2 separate regions of the Mus musculus genome follow, and region 1 is linked to region 2. A link is a contact called in public Hi-C data. All regions are on one chromosome and are shown on one strand. Each heading gives the region's core, a stretch centred on a gene start, on an enhancer-like site or on the middle of the called end of the contact. The rest is flanking DNA. Distances are from core to core; before and after follow the strand shown.

Region 1 (6,754 bases), core at 2,471-4,970, 710 kb after region 2:
TCTTTGACATCTAAATTTCAAAATTCTAAAATAAAAATATGATTTAAATAACATGCATAGGAATACATTAAATAATATGCAGGGGGATATAATTTCCCCCTTCTTTGTCTTTTAAGAAGCTAGAGTTTTAAAGTTCCACAATACCTTGTACTTGAGAATTAATAATTTGTTGACAAAACATCTCAAATACTTGACTGTTATAGTCAGTATTAGTGTAACATGGGTAGTGATTAATTACACTTTCAATTGTTTCTCTTGAAGAGCGGTTGTAACTAGAAAGCTTGAAAAGTTATTAATAGTCACATGTGTATAATTTATTTACTTATTAAATCAGAAATAAGAGCATTTATTTGCAGCAATTTATTAAGTATAAGTCTTCAAGAATTAACACTATTATGTGGAAACAAGTAGGAACTGAGGACACTAAGTGCCAAAAACTTTTTTACAATTTGACATACACATTTTCCAAGAATACCAAAATATTATCTTAAACCATAACTGTTTTTAATATATAAAGAACGAGATTATATATCCAATCCATCTTATATGTAGGACCTATAGACTGCCTGAGATATAATCCAGAATGGCATTGCCTTAATATGTCTTGTCCAGGCAATCCAGAACAATTTATTAAATGTCCAAAAACAGCCTTCTTAAAAGAACAGCATTTTTTTTCTTATGAGCTGTATATGTATAAACAATTGCAAATTTGAGAATTCATAGTATCTGAGGGATGAACAATTTTAAGCAGTCGTGAGCTCTGAAGATATACCATTGACTATTAATATACAAATTAAGGTTTGATTGTTCAGCCTTTTAAAACACCATCCACAGCACACAACTTAATTATTTGTGCTGAAACAGGAGAAAACTCAAAAGAATAAACGTGTGATCTAATTCACATATACTTATTTCCCATAGAGGGGTTGTTTTTAAACACAGTAATTGGGATGCATGTATGCATGAATTTATAGAAGACACAGAAGCATGTATAAAAACAGTTTTAACTTATCTTTTATTATTTAAAATGATGGTATGCAATAGGTCAATTATTAATATTCTGTAATACCCAAATTAATTGCTACTTGGAACAAGGAACAGACACTTAGGTTCTTAAGACACAATTTTTGTTATAGTTATCCCAAACTATAGGAATTTATATTATAATTCTTTGTTAGCACCACAGCGGCCTTAATAGGTGTTAAAACTTTACTTTGAGGTGAAGAAGGACAATTTTACAACAATGTTTCTCTTGCCAAGGAATTTCTGTGGGCACATAAATAAAATAAGCAGGTAATACTTAAATACCAATGATTAACTGATAACAATTGATCACAGAAGTTTCTTTTGCCTTCTGTTAAGCCTCTTTGTTTCTCACCAGTAATCTTGAACCTCACTAGATGCACCTAACAGAGGTTTAAGTCTCTTTAAGGCCTCAAGGTGAGGTCTCAGCCAATTAACATCTCCTGGAAGCTTTTGAAAATAAAATTTTGAAGCAAATCAATTTTTCCTTCTTGGATTTTCTGTACCATGATTCCCTAAGTATTAAAAAGATATTGCCTCTGAATCTTTTCTGGAGCAACAGCTACTTTCCAGAATCAAAAAGCTCATTGTGTGAGAGCAAGGTTTTAAAGTAAACTTCCCTTAAAAATCATTACCTAATAAAATACTTTTCACTTAGGAAACAATATACACTGAAAGATTCAAACTCTTAGCTTCTTATATTGAAGCAGAGATGATAAAAATTTTTCTTACATAATGTAAAGCCATTTTAGCCATACCTAGAGGCAAAATTTTCCAGTGATCACCAGCTCACTAGAAGCAAAACTCTTTACAATTTTCAGAATGCAAAGGAAAAAACAAACTCTTAAATCTATAATAACTTTACATGAAGTAGGCATGTCAAATTGCAATATCTTGATAAATTCTACAACCTGATTGACCCTTTTTATAAACTTAGAATTTATTTACTTAGAACAATATCTGGGTAGATCTGCAAAGGTGCTCTTTTAGCTAAAAGGAATTTTTCCTGAAGGCAAGGAGAGGCAAGTTTCCAGAGCTTCCTTAGGCACCATTTGCAAGACAAAAGAAAGTCACTCAAACCATGCAGAAGCTGCTCTGAGCTTAGTTCCTCTTGCCATGAGGACGGATTTCAGAATTATTAAGTTTCTTTTGCAATATTAGACTACAACTACAACCCTGGGAAAGCAAAACCCAATTTCAAAACAATTTATCACCTTAGAATCAACATTAAAACTTCACTACCACGTTGCAAAACTTGGCGCCAATTCATAGCTATGAATGCATGACAATGCACGTTTCAATGCTTCATTAAAGAGACATTGCTTTAAATCTTATCTTTAATTCTACTTTCTAGGACAAGAATCACATTAGATATTATCTCAACTAGAAGTATTCCTAAGAGGCCTAGTTTTTTTGGCCTGCTTATGCCACTTGTTTGAAAGACTCCAAACCTGAGTTGCCAATTTAAGGCTAACCTTCTGTTACCAGTGTTACAATTATATACTCCTAACCAATAACTTATGAGCTGATACTCTTGTGAAGACACGCAGAGCACATTACCAGTAAAAAAAAACAAATGAAGCGGCTACACTTAGACCAATCAGAGAATTTTAATTTTTCTAGCTATAATTGTAAAATAATAAAGCTAAACACAATAATCACAAGCACAGAAATTTTTTTTTAGGAAAAAAAAAACAGCCATCAGTTCCTAGCAGGAGCTTCTCCAGCCACAGGTGCAGGGCTCCAAAAGCCAATTGATACTGTTTATTTTTTCTTTTTCTCTTTCACCAAATTGTCCCCAGATAGTCGGAGAGTACTGCTTTTCTTAAGCCTGTTCTCTCATGTGTAAGCCATCTCTAGTCAGGGTATAAGGCACCTATGAGACTTACCTTTGTTTCTCTAGATTCTGACATAGCTCTAAACACATACACAAAAAATACACAAAACAAAGACCAACAGATCCAGACACATGCGACCCTTTCTCATCCTCCACAAGCAGGCAAAAGAATTAGGCGATTTTGGAAGGGTAAGCTTCCACTTACTCCTTCTCTCTGACCGATGGATCTCCAGAGACTACCAGGTGTCCCTGGCTCTCCCAGATTCACAGGGCGTCCCCCTGGGCGGCAGCGGTTTTCCTAGCACATCTGCTGACCACAGTCCTCTGGTCCTTACTGCCCGAAGGAACAGCTGCAAATACCAAGCGTTTCAGAAAACCCCATCCTCTACAAACACCAGAGAAACCAAACTCAGGCCTATACAAACTCAGACTGCGCCATGCTTCAGAGACAAGGGACGAAACACAGACAACAAACCAACACAACGAGCACATGTTCGTTTCAGGAAACATAAGACAGACACTCAAAACAAAGACACTGGCCGGCCTGCACACAAGAGGGGATTCCCCCAATTTTCTCTCTGTCTCTAGGAGAGTTTCAAAATCCACTTTCCTCCCGCCTGATGCAGCTCCCAACTGCAGCCATCTGCCTGTTCCATTGATTAACACCCTTATATTTCTCTCCCCTAAAAAGCAGCTTCTGAAAGCTGAGGCCGACTGCCTGCTACATTCCTATATTCTGATATCACTGCTGAACCTAAGCAAATCCAGCATGCAGGTCACCGCTGTTCCAGCTTAGACCATACAGCACCCCTAGCAACCTTTTCACCATGCCCGGGTACGAAATTTCTAATTCTTTCCTATCTGTGGTCTATACCAGCAGTGTTTCTTCCAGTGTCTTCTGCCATTCCCAGGTCCCGCACTGGTACACCAAATTGTTGGGGCCGACCTGTGGCTCTCATGTCCGAGTTCGAGCCTGGGAAGCAACCAGAGCTGAAAGAGAAGAGGGAACCTAGGCAGATGGAGAAATATTGGAAACCAAGATAAGCTAGTCTGTTCAAGGCTCAAAGGTTTAATAGGGATCCTGCTTATAAAGAAGAGGGGGAGGCCCATCCCCTGCTTGTTCAATCTTGGAGCCTGGAACCAGCTGCAGGTGCAGGATAGGGCATAGTCTCTGGAATAGCTCCAGGGCCTCTCAGCAGGTAGCAGTATCTTGAAGAGGAACAGCAACAGTGGCTGAACAGTAGAGTGATATAGGGAGGAAGGCTCCACCCTAGGTAATCTCCTTAGTGGCAGCAAAGTCAAGGTCTGGCTCAGCCTGCTTCAGGCTGAGGGGGAGGTTACAGCTTTGGTTGACAATCAAAATAAATTCTGAAAGCGGAATCTATTAATTTTGTTTTCTGATATAGTAAAGCAATTTCTCTAAGATTGGGGGCTGGTTATTTTATCAACGACCAAACACAGACACAATTGCATATGCCAGCAAGATTTTGCGGACAGGATCCTGATATAGCTGACTCTTGTGAGGCTATGCCAGTGCCTGGCAAATACAGAAGTGGATGCTCATAGTCACCTATTGGATGGAACACAGGGCCCCCAATGGAGGAACTAGAGAAAGTACCGAAGGAGCTGAAGGGGTCTGCAACCTTATAGGAGGAACAGCAATATGAACTAACCAGTAACCCCTGAGCTCGTGTATCTACCTGCATATGTAGCAGAAGATGGCCTAGTCAGCTGTCATTGGAAGGAGAGTCCCTTGGTCTTGCAAAGATTATATGCCCCAATACAGGGGAATACCAGGGCCAGGAAGCAGGAGTGGGTGGGTTGAAGAGCAGGGTGGGGGGAGTGTATAAGGGACTTTTGGGATAGCATTTGAATTGTAAATGAAGAAAATATCTAATAAAAATGTTTTTTAAAAAAAGAAATAATCTGATGGAAGGTTTTGTATGATATAGAAGAATGATAACACAAATGAAGGAAGCAGTAAAGCATGGATCTGTTGTAGTGTCTCTTGCTGATACAGTTACTGCCATGTAGGAATGAGTTTTGCCTAGAGAAGAGAGTCAGTCCATTTTTAGCCATAAAAGACACTGTGTAGCACTTTGTACTGACAGAGAGCTTTGTTTGTTTTGTTTGGTCAGTTGGTACAACCAAGATTCAGTATGGAAGATAAAACCTCAGTTGAAAAATGATGTTGACATTAACCTTGTCTATGAGGTATTGCCTCAATTAATGACTGATGTACCAAGACCTAGACCACTGTGGGTCACAGCATTCTTAGGCAGATGTGCTTAGGCTATACAGCAAATCTCACAGAGTATAAAACAATGAGTGAGCCAGTAAGTAGCAGCCTTTCATAACTCCTGTCTTCAGGTTCCTGCCATGACTTCTTGAAATAGATTGTGGCTTGGATATATAAGCCAGATAAACCCTTTCCTTCTCCAGTTGTCTGGTTTTGGTGTTTATCACAGCATCAGAAATGAGGCAAGACAAATAGATATAGATGATGATACTCAGTCATATTTTAAATTAGCAAAATCTACTTCTGTTGAAACTAGGATGAAAGGATGACCATGACTAACTATTTGCCTTTCAGGTAACATGACAATGTCTTCAGCTATGCTGTGAGTTGTTTTGTTTTGTTTTTTGATTTACAAATAAATTTGTTTGATCCAATTTACCATTATCTGTTGTCTTACATGGGGCATGTTACAGCCCAGATTCACTTTGTTTTAGCAATAAGATCAGTATTTTCAGTTATCAGAAATGTGAATCTTCATGGATTACCAGTATTTTCATAATAACTAATATTTAATAACTTATTAATCCATGAGCTAAAAGTAATTTATTATAAATAAAATCTATTTCTTTTCCATAGCAGTTTCTTCCAGTGGTAGGACTATCTTTACAATATTCTGACTATGTGAGCATATAAACAACCTGAAACACTTGATCTTGTATAAAATTAGCAGCTACAATAGAAATAATATTTTTAATCTGAAGCATTCATCTCAAAATATGAAGTGTTGGCAGCTGAGCTACAACTATTACCCTGTATTGATTTTATACATGTTCTCCTCTGTGGCATAGATTTGAACAGTTATTATATGCAAAAGTCCATCAAAAAAGCAATTACTGATTAAAACTAAGTTTGAGTTGGTCCTTCACTTAATATGATGGATTCTCTGTGACAAACTAGTTATAAAGAAAATACACAATTTTATAAAATTCAACATTTAGGTTAAACTTCTATTATTTAATCATTTACCTATTTCTATTAGGATTCTTAGATAAAACATCCCCTATTGGAAAAGAAATAGTACGTTTTCTTGATCATATTTTAAGAGATTTTTATCATGCTTAATATATTTTTTAAGTAAGCTCTTTAGTCCTTATAATTTCAATCACATCTCATACTCCATTAAAGTTTTGGTACCTATGAGAAAATGATATACATAGAGAATGCATTCATTGAGTACTGAAGTGAACAAAATTAATAGATGCAGGGTATAGAAAATAATCTTTCTTTTTATATAATTACATACCCCGAAAGAAGGACAAACAAGATCTACACATTAATACTAGTAACTGCCATCTATAGGTGTCAAACGTTCTGTAAAAGAATATAAAAAAATTCTCTACATAAAACATAATGTTCTCCAAATTAAAATGTTTTAATATTGAAGAAGACATCAGACAATCAAGAGATCTTTCATACCTCAGATTGGCAGAAGTAGTATTGTGAGGATTTTTATCGCACCAGTCTAAATTTACTGTAAGGTCAATTAATATTCCAACAGAACTAGAAAACACAACCCTAAAATCCATGTCTAGCCAAAGCAATTTTAAGTAGAAAATACACAGCTAAAGGTATCAACCTTTTTTATTTTAACCTCA
Region 2 (7,702 bases), core at 821-3,320:
AGAAGCTATCTGGATAAGGTCTCGTGTTGACCATCCCTAGAGTTATTTTGTCAAAGACAGAAGCGATCTGGAGAAGGTTGACCTTAAAGCTATTTCGCTGCTCCCTGTACTTCAAGCTCCCTTATAAGTGGAGACTTTGAGGAGGATTTTTTTTCTTGTCTCAAACAATGTTATCTTCCTCTACTCACTATTGTTTCCTCTATATATGGAGCACCAGAATCAATGAAAGAATACAAAGTTAACTCATGAATACTGACAAAATGTATATCTTCAGCTGTTAAACTTTTAGAACCTTTAGTGATAAAAATGTGAATGAATAGCCAGAGGTTACAGGGGAAGGAGAGCAGGTGAAGTCACTATCCCACTGTAGATGAGTCTTCTAAGATACTAACCACTGCATGACATCAGTTCATCCAAGAAAACCATCCTGAAGTGTTATTTAATTTGTTAAATCTTCTGTGATAGAAAAAATAACTCACATACTCCAAAAGAAACAATAACAAAAACAAAAGCTTCAGCCAGTATTGAAAAATATTTATATTCATCCTGAGTCTTTCTTTCTTCTTGCATAAGCAGCAGAGTTTCCGCAATGAAACAAGCCAGGCGAGTGAGCACATGGCTGAGAAGTTCACCCCTGCAGTTGTGAAAAGCCCTCTTGGGAGCCACTGGGGTGTTCTGGGAACCAGTGACAGCAAAATGCTTCAATAACAATATGGTCAGGACCTAGAAATTGAGTTGAGGAGAAGGGCCAAGTTCTATTTACGTATGCCTGTAAGCTTTAGTCTCTCATGTTCCTACTACACTTACACCTGCTATGTTTCCGTACTTTTCCTAATATGCAAGGTGAACAATAAACCATGGATTGCAAACTGAAGGAATAAAGGCTGAAATCATTGAATAAATGTGGCTTTGCTTCCCTTCCCCAGCCCTCCTTCTCTCTCTCTCTTCTCTTTCTCCCTGTCTCCCTGTCTCCCTGTCTCCCTGTTTCTCTCTCTCTCTCTCTCTCTCTCTCTCTCTCTCTCTCTCTCTCTCTCTCTCTGTGTGTGTGTGTGTGTGTGTGTGTGTGCGTGTGTGTGAGGGTGGGTGGGTATGCTACACTCCAAGCCATAAAACTTAAAGTCATAATTATTCATCTTTTCCCCTCAGTATTTGAATTGAACCTACATCCTGTGTGTGCTAGGAAAGTCTCCTGGCTTTGATCTACATCCCAGTCCTCTCTTTACTTTTTTATTTTTTTTAATTTTGAAACAATCTCATGATGCTATCCAGACTTGTCTTTTATTTACTGGAGCCAAGCCAGATTCTGTATCTGATAATCCTTCTGTCTCACCCACCCATCACTGGAACTACAGGCCCATGACACTAGATTTGGTCTTTCATTTTACATATAGTATTTTTTTGTTAATGGTCTATTCTTAATACAAAATTAGCCCAAATTAGTAATTTATATGAAAACTGACTTCTCAATTAAATGACATTCTAACAACATATACTTAATCAAATACAGAGGAAGTATTTTTAGAGTATGCCAAAATGGAAATAAAGAACTCTATCTCCATCAAAAAAATAAAATAAAAACACCATTTATAGGATTATATTCATGTGCAAATAGTACATGAGTCAGCATAGATTTTTGCATGAAAAATGCAGAAATGAGATACATAATTCATTTTCTATGTGTAATCCACAGTTCTGAAATGTATGCCAATTTCATATATGGCACATTATATCTTGGTTGGAGATGTAAATTGGTACATGTATAAGTCGAATTAACATAGATTCACAGACGGCAAGAGCATCAATATTTTCAACCACCAGATGGCAGAATTAAAGTGACGCACTTCAGACTACAGATGCAGCTTATACTGAGGGAAAAAAATAACTGCATTCTCCATCCTGCAGTCTATTTTTAGTTGAACACACATGAAAATGCATTGCAGCAAAGTAACATGTGTATTGAATGGGGAAGAAAACTATTTTGATTAACAATTTCTCGACTGAATGGGTCCTTGCTTTGGTCCAGTCTGAAAGATCCCTCACAGCTCATGTGTTTGAACACTTGGTGGCGCTGTTTTAGAAAGTCAAGGACAAAGGAATGCAGCCTTGTTAGCAGGTGTGAGTTGTGGGGGCTGGGACCTGAACGAACTGTTTCTGGTTCTGACCTGAGTTTTGTGCTTCCTGAGCCCACACTATTAGGAAACCCTGCCAAAGGTTCCCTCTGCTATGAACTCTACCGTATTCTCTCCACCAGGGTGTGCTATACTTGAAACCATACGAAAGATAATCCCTTCTCCCTTTAAATTGCCCCCAATGCGTTATCTTTCTGGCAGTTAGATTACAGGGCTCTTTAAAAACTCACTATTTAAATCAACCTAACAGTGGGGCAGGACCAGAAAAGAATTTTCCATCGAGTTAGCATCTCCTTTTGAACGTCTAAGTCGGCTCCACCTAATTTCAACCAAGCACTCATGGATTTACTTTGCATTTTTGTCCTTCTCCACCTTCTGAAAACTGGTCATTTGTGTCTAAATCTCTCACGCAAAAGATACAGGATGGTCAGCTTCTGCCATTTCCAGCGGAGACAATGTGGTTTAAACTACAGTTCATACACACTGGGTGTTAATAAAATTAAAGCCATAAAAGTAACAATGATAAAAATGAAAAGGAATTATGCACACAGTATATGTATGTATGTTCTGCATCCAGAGAACTCCCCAAAGATTCAGAGTTACGCTCATTATAATGGTATGGGGATTTTCATATTTTAATTTTTCTTAATTTCTCTATGAGATATCATGTGTGAGATTCCTAGTGGATGAAATTAAATGGTCTTCTAAGGTTTTTTTATTTGTTCATTGTTATATGAGATGTGAGTTAATTATTTTCCATATAGTATTATTTTATTAATAGGAAGGAACTTAAAATGAATAATCATCTAAATAATTTTAAGAATAATGCTAAATAATTTTACCACCAGAAAGTACCCCATGCATTGTGAAAGAGGTTTAATTTTTAATTTGCAATGGTTTTAAATAGAACAAATATCCTCATTTTAGCTATTAGGAAGCTAAGCTTAGATGACAAAACTCATCTAAACACCCATGTTGATGTGTGGCTTAGACCTGGTTTATATTAATGTTTTCACAGTATCTGGATACCACCCTTATCCACTCCTTCTGGTGCCTGCACCTAATTTTAAAAATAATGTACTCTGTGGGTTGGTTTTTGTTTTTGTTTTTTGTTATTTTGTTTTGTTTTGTTTTGCTTTTGTACCTGCTCCCAATAAAAACTTAATATTTGTTTTATACTAAAGATTAAATAATCATCCAAAAACATTTGGGGAACCTACACCTCTTCTACTGTTCCTGAAACCCAATTCCCCCTCAGCTCTGTAGCAGAAAGACTACTATAGTCTCTTTCCTATCTGACCCCATCCCCTAGGGATCTCAAAGATCCTCTGCCCCAAACATTCCCCCCAACTCAGTCCAGTATTTCAGCCTCCAGCACCAGCAGGCCTTCATGGGAAATACACCAGCTAAGCAGAACAGGGAAACAAGTAGGCTGAAGACCCTCACCACTTCTTTCCCCCCAGCAAGTCCAATCTCTGAGTCTCATACTCAGCTTCACAAAAGACCACCTTGTGTATCTGTCCTTTCCTACTGCCTATGTTTCCTTGGACCCCACAGTCCATCCCTTCTTAACTTCCCTCCCTCAGCTCAGCCATTTAATCTGAGCCCCCTAACCAGCAGGCACCCCTTGTTAACATAAGGCCATAACTGCCAGAAAATCAGGTAGACGGCTCTCAGCACCTTTCTTCTTCCTTGGTCTCACAGACCTAATCCTGTCTCATTCTCAGCTCTGCAGCAGTATTCCCTCAGCAGCCTTCCCTGACCCTGTCCCCCATTCTGTCTCCCTTGCGTACCACAGCTCCTCCCCCTCTAGCCTTCCTAACTCTGCTTGTTGCTTTGTCCCAGACCCCAAGCCCAGAGGGCACTTCCTGCTAACAACAAGGCTGCTCCTCCCAAGGCAACTAGCAGGCAACCTCTCCTACTGCTTCTGAGATCAAATTCCCTCAGTATCATTTCCAGCTCTGTAGCAGGAAACCTGTTGCTATTGCCCTTTGCTCTATGATCCTCTGCCCAGTACAAAACAAGGTTTTATAAAACTAAGGGCTAAAATCAATGAAATAGAAATGAAGACAATAATACAAAGAATCAATGAAACAAAGAGTTGGCTTTTTGGCAAAATCAACAGAAAAGACAAACCCTTGCCCAATTAAAAGGTAGAGAGACAATGAACAAATTAACAAAACCAGAAACAAAGAAGGTGACATAATAACAGACACTGAGAAAATCCAGAGAATGTAAGGGCATACTTTAAAGCCATGTACTCTACCAAATTGAAAACTCTAAAAGAAATTAATAATTTTCTCTATAGGTAGCAATTACCAAAGTTAAAAGAAGGTCAAATAAACAATTTAAATCGCCCTGTATCCCCTAGTGAAATAGAAGCAGTCATTAAAAGACTTTAAATAAATAAAAGACTAAGGCCAGATGATTTTAGAGCAGAATTTTAGCAGACTTTCAAAGAAGAGTTAGTGCCAATGTTTCTCAAATTATTCCACAAATTAGAAACAGAAGTAACATTGCCCAATTCATTTTATGAGGCCACAGTTACCCTGATGCACAAATCACAGAAAGACTTGACAACAAAAGACAATTACAGACCAATTTCCCTTATGAACATAGAAGCAAAAATACTCAGTAAAATATTTGCAAACCAAATCCAAGAACACGTCAAAAATATCATCCGCCATGAAGAACTAGGCTTCATACACAAATGGTTCAATATATAAAAATCAGTAAGTTTAAATTACCATTTTAATAGACTAAAGGGAAAAAGTACAGGACTATTTCATTAGATACAGAAAATATCTTTGACAAAATCCTAAATTCCATCATGATTAAAGTCTTAGAGAGATTAGAGCTACAATGGGCATGCACAACCATAAGAAAGGCAAGTTATAGCAAACCTATAGCCAACGCCAAGTTAAATGCAAGAAACTCAGAGCAATTCTACTCTAATCAGGGACAAGATTGCCACTCTCTCCATATCTGTTCTCAACTTATCCATATTTAGGATAGCTAAAACAAACCTGTATAATAAAAGAACTACGGGAGATCTTGTCATTTCTAGTTTCAAGTTGTACTACAGAGCTATAATAATAACAACTGCATGATATTGGCATGTAAAACATGTTGATGAATGATATCAAATTGAAGACCCAAACATAAATACACACAACTATGCACACTTGAATTTTGATAACGAAGCCAGAAATACACACTGTAATAAAAAATAAAGACTCTTCAACAAATGGTGCTGGCCAAGCTGGATGTCTACCTAAAGAAGAATGCAAATAGACCTGTACCTGTCACCCTGTCACCTCAAGTCAAAGTGGATCAAAGATCTCAATATCAGACCAGATACATTGAACCTGATAAAAGTTGAGAATACTTCTGAACTCATTTGGCACAGGAGATGACTTTCTGAACAGAGCACTTATACCACAGGCACTAAGATCAACAATTAATAAATGGGACCTCATGAATCTGCAAATATTTTATGAGGCAAAGTACATCATTATTTGGACAAAGAGGCAGTCTATAGAATGGGAAAAGCTTTTAACCGACTCCACATCTGTAAGAGAACTAGTATCCAAAATATATAAAGACCTGAAAAAATAAACTCCCAGTAAGGAGTAAGATGTAAACAACAAGGAAAGGATATCATGGATGAATGTAACCATGGAAACCAAGCCTAGAGTGTGTGCATGAGTATGATAAAGTTGAAGTAAGGTAAATGCCCAATGAAGTGAGTTGTGAACGCCTTAATTATGATTGACTAAGTGTAACTTATACCCCAGTCTAACCACTGCAACTCACTCGTTCCCAGAGTCCCACAGAGATGCCATCTTGCTAAGAGATCCAGTACAGCAACCTGGACACACACCCTTGAATGAAACAAGCCTGCACCACACACTGAGCTCCAGCTGAACCGAAAAGCAGAAGGACACATCTCTAACCTTACCTGACACACCACAATCAAGCCAGTTTATGACATCAGGCCAGACTGGAAGTTAGTGAAGTGTGTGTGTGTGTGTGTGTGTGTGTGTGTGTGTGTGTGTGTGTGTACGAATGTGATCCCATCTCGCTATTTGTTGCTACTTATGAATAAATAAGTTGTTCCAAGTCTGAGGCTCCCTTTTTGCCTTTGTCCTCAATCCTGATTCACAACGATCCCTCAAAACAATCCAATTAAAACAGAGAATTCTCAACAGAGGAATGTCAAATGTCTGAGAAACACTCAATGTTGAATATCCTAAACCATCAAGGACATGCAAATCAAAATTAATTTGAGATTCCATATTACACCTGTCAAAATGGGTAAGATTAATATCACAAGTAACCTTTTATGCTGGCGAATATACGAAGCAGGGGTAATACTCCTCTATTGTTGGTGAGAGTAAAAACAAATACAACTACTATGAAAATCAATGTGGCAGTTCCTTAGAAAACTGGGAATCAATCTACCTCAAGACTCAGCTATAACATCTTACTTGTACTCCATCCTACCAGAAGGACAATTGGTCAACCATGTCTACTGTGACCTTGTTAATAATAGCCAGAAACTTGGAAGAACCTAGATGTTTCTCAACAGAAGACTAAAGAAACTGCAGTACATTTACACAATGGATATTATCCAACTATTAAAAATATTTACATTATTAAATTTGTAGGCAAATAAATAAAACTAGAAAATATCATCCCAAGTGAGGTAACCCAAACCTCACTTTATATTTACATAGTTATAAAGATAAATATGTATTTGCTTATGAGTGGATATTTGCTCACGGGTTCTCAAATCCTGAGATTACAGGCTGTGTCACTATGCATGTAGTGCTTGCAGTCAAACCCCGACTTTTGTTCAGGTGAGAAAACAGACTAAACAAATGGGTGACAGCTTTCATTCAATCATAAAACATTTTTAAGTGAACCTCACTCTAGAGAGTGTTTCAACTTATAGATGTTATGATGTTAATAAAGACAATAGGGTGCCTTGCCAGATATTCATTAGATTTAAAGTAACAGTAGAACATGGGTAAATCTCCCTCAATTAAATGGAAGAGGAAGAGAGTGCAGATAGAGATAACTGGAATTGGTGGGTATTTGGGGAATGGTATGGAAACCTAGTGCAATGGAAACTATAGCCTCCCCACCCCCAGCCTGGAACCTGCTGGCTCAGGGGTGGAGCTTCCCACTCAATCATTCTGCCATGCCCACTGCTGGAACCTGCTGCTTTGCTGTTCGGAGCCACACACGTGTTCACCCTGCTACTGGACCCCAAGACCAGTTGGCGGGAATCGGGTTCCCTCCCCCTTCCTTTATAACTGAATTTCGGAACTAGTAAAATTGAGCTTTGAACAGGATGAACTTGTCTTGGCTCCGTTTCTTCTTTCTCCCCGTCTAGTTCCTCCCTTAGCTCGAGTGGCCATCTCAGTGGAACCGTTCATGTTGCAAGCTGCTGGCCGGCCGCAACAGGAAATTTTCTCAAATGTGCAAAGGTGTTCTTAATGAGGACTCCTACTAATGGGATATACTGAGTTTCAACGTTCCATCTCTTGTTGCTAGGCGAGGCTTCA

What was found. Hi-C and Micro-C count contacts between places; a contact is called where the count stands out from the background.
Region 1: a contact with region 2 is called in a Hi-C map of embryonic stem cells, with 5 times the contacts expected there. The contact joins two enhancer-like sites. A contact is called at or near these places in 2 of 484 Hi-C or Micro-C datasets (both in embryonic stem cells), 2 of 115 datasets of contacts at active chromatin or transcription factors (both in embryonic stem cells) and 1 of 9 other capture datasets (embryonic stem cells).

Annotation. Positions count from the first base shown.
Region 1 is chr5:18,795,716-18,802,469 of GRCm38.p6, forward strand. No RefSeq gene overlaps it. Among named protein-coding and RNA genes, the nearest start is that of Gm23822, 65 kb to the right of the region's middle. Within about 2 kb of position 3,721, at least 10 of the 459 cell types and tissues checked have an H3K27ac peak or open chromatin away from gene starts, as enhancers often do. A contact at or near this core is called in embryonic stem cells, where this site is marked.
Region 2 is chr5:18,086,166-18,093,867 of GRCm38.p6, forward strand. No RefSeq gene overlaps it. Among named protein-coding and RNA genes, the nearest start is that of Gnat3, 130 kb to the left of the region's middle. Within about 2 kb of position 2,071, at least 32 of the 459 cell types and tissues checked have an H3K27ac peak or open chromatin away from gene starts, as enhancers often do. A contact at or near this core is called in embryonic stem cells, where this site is marked.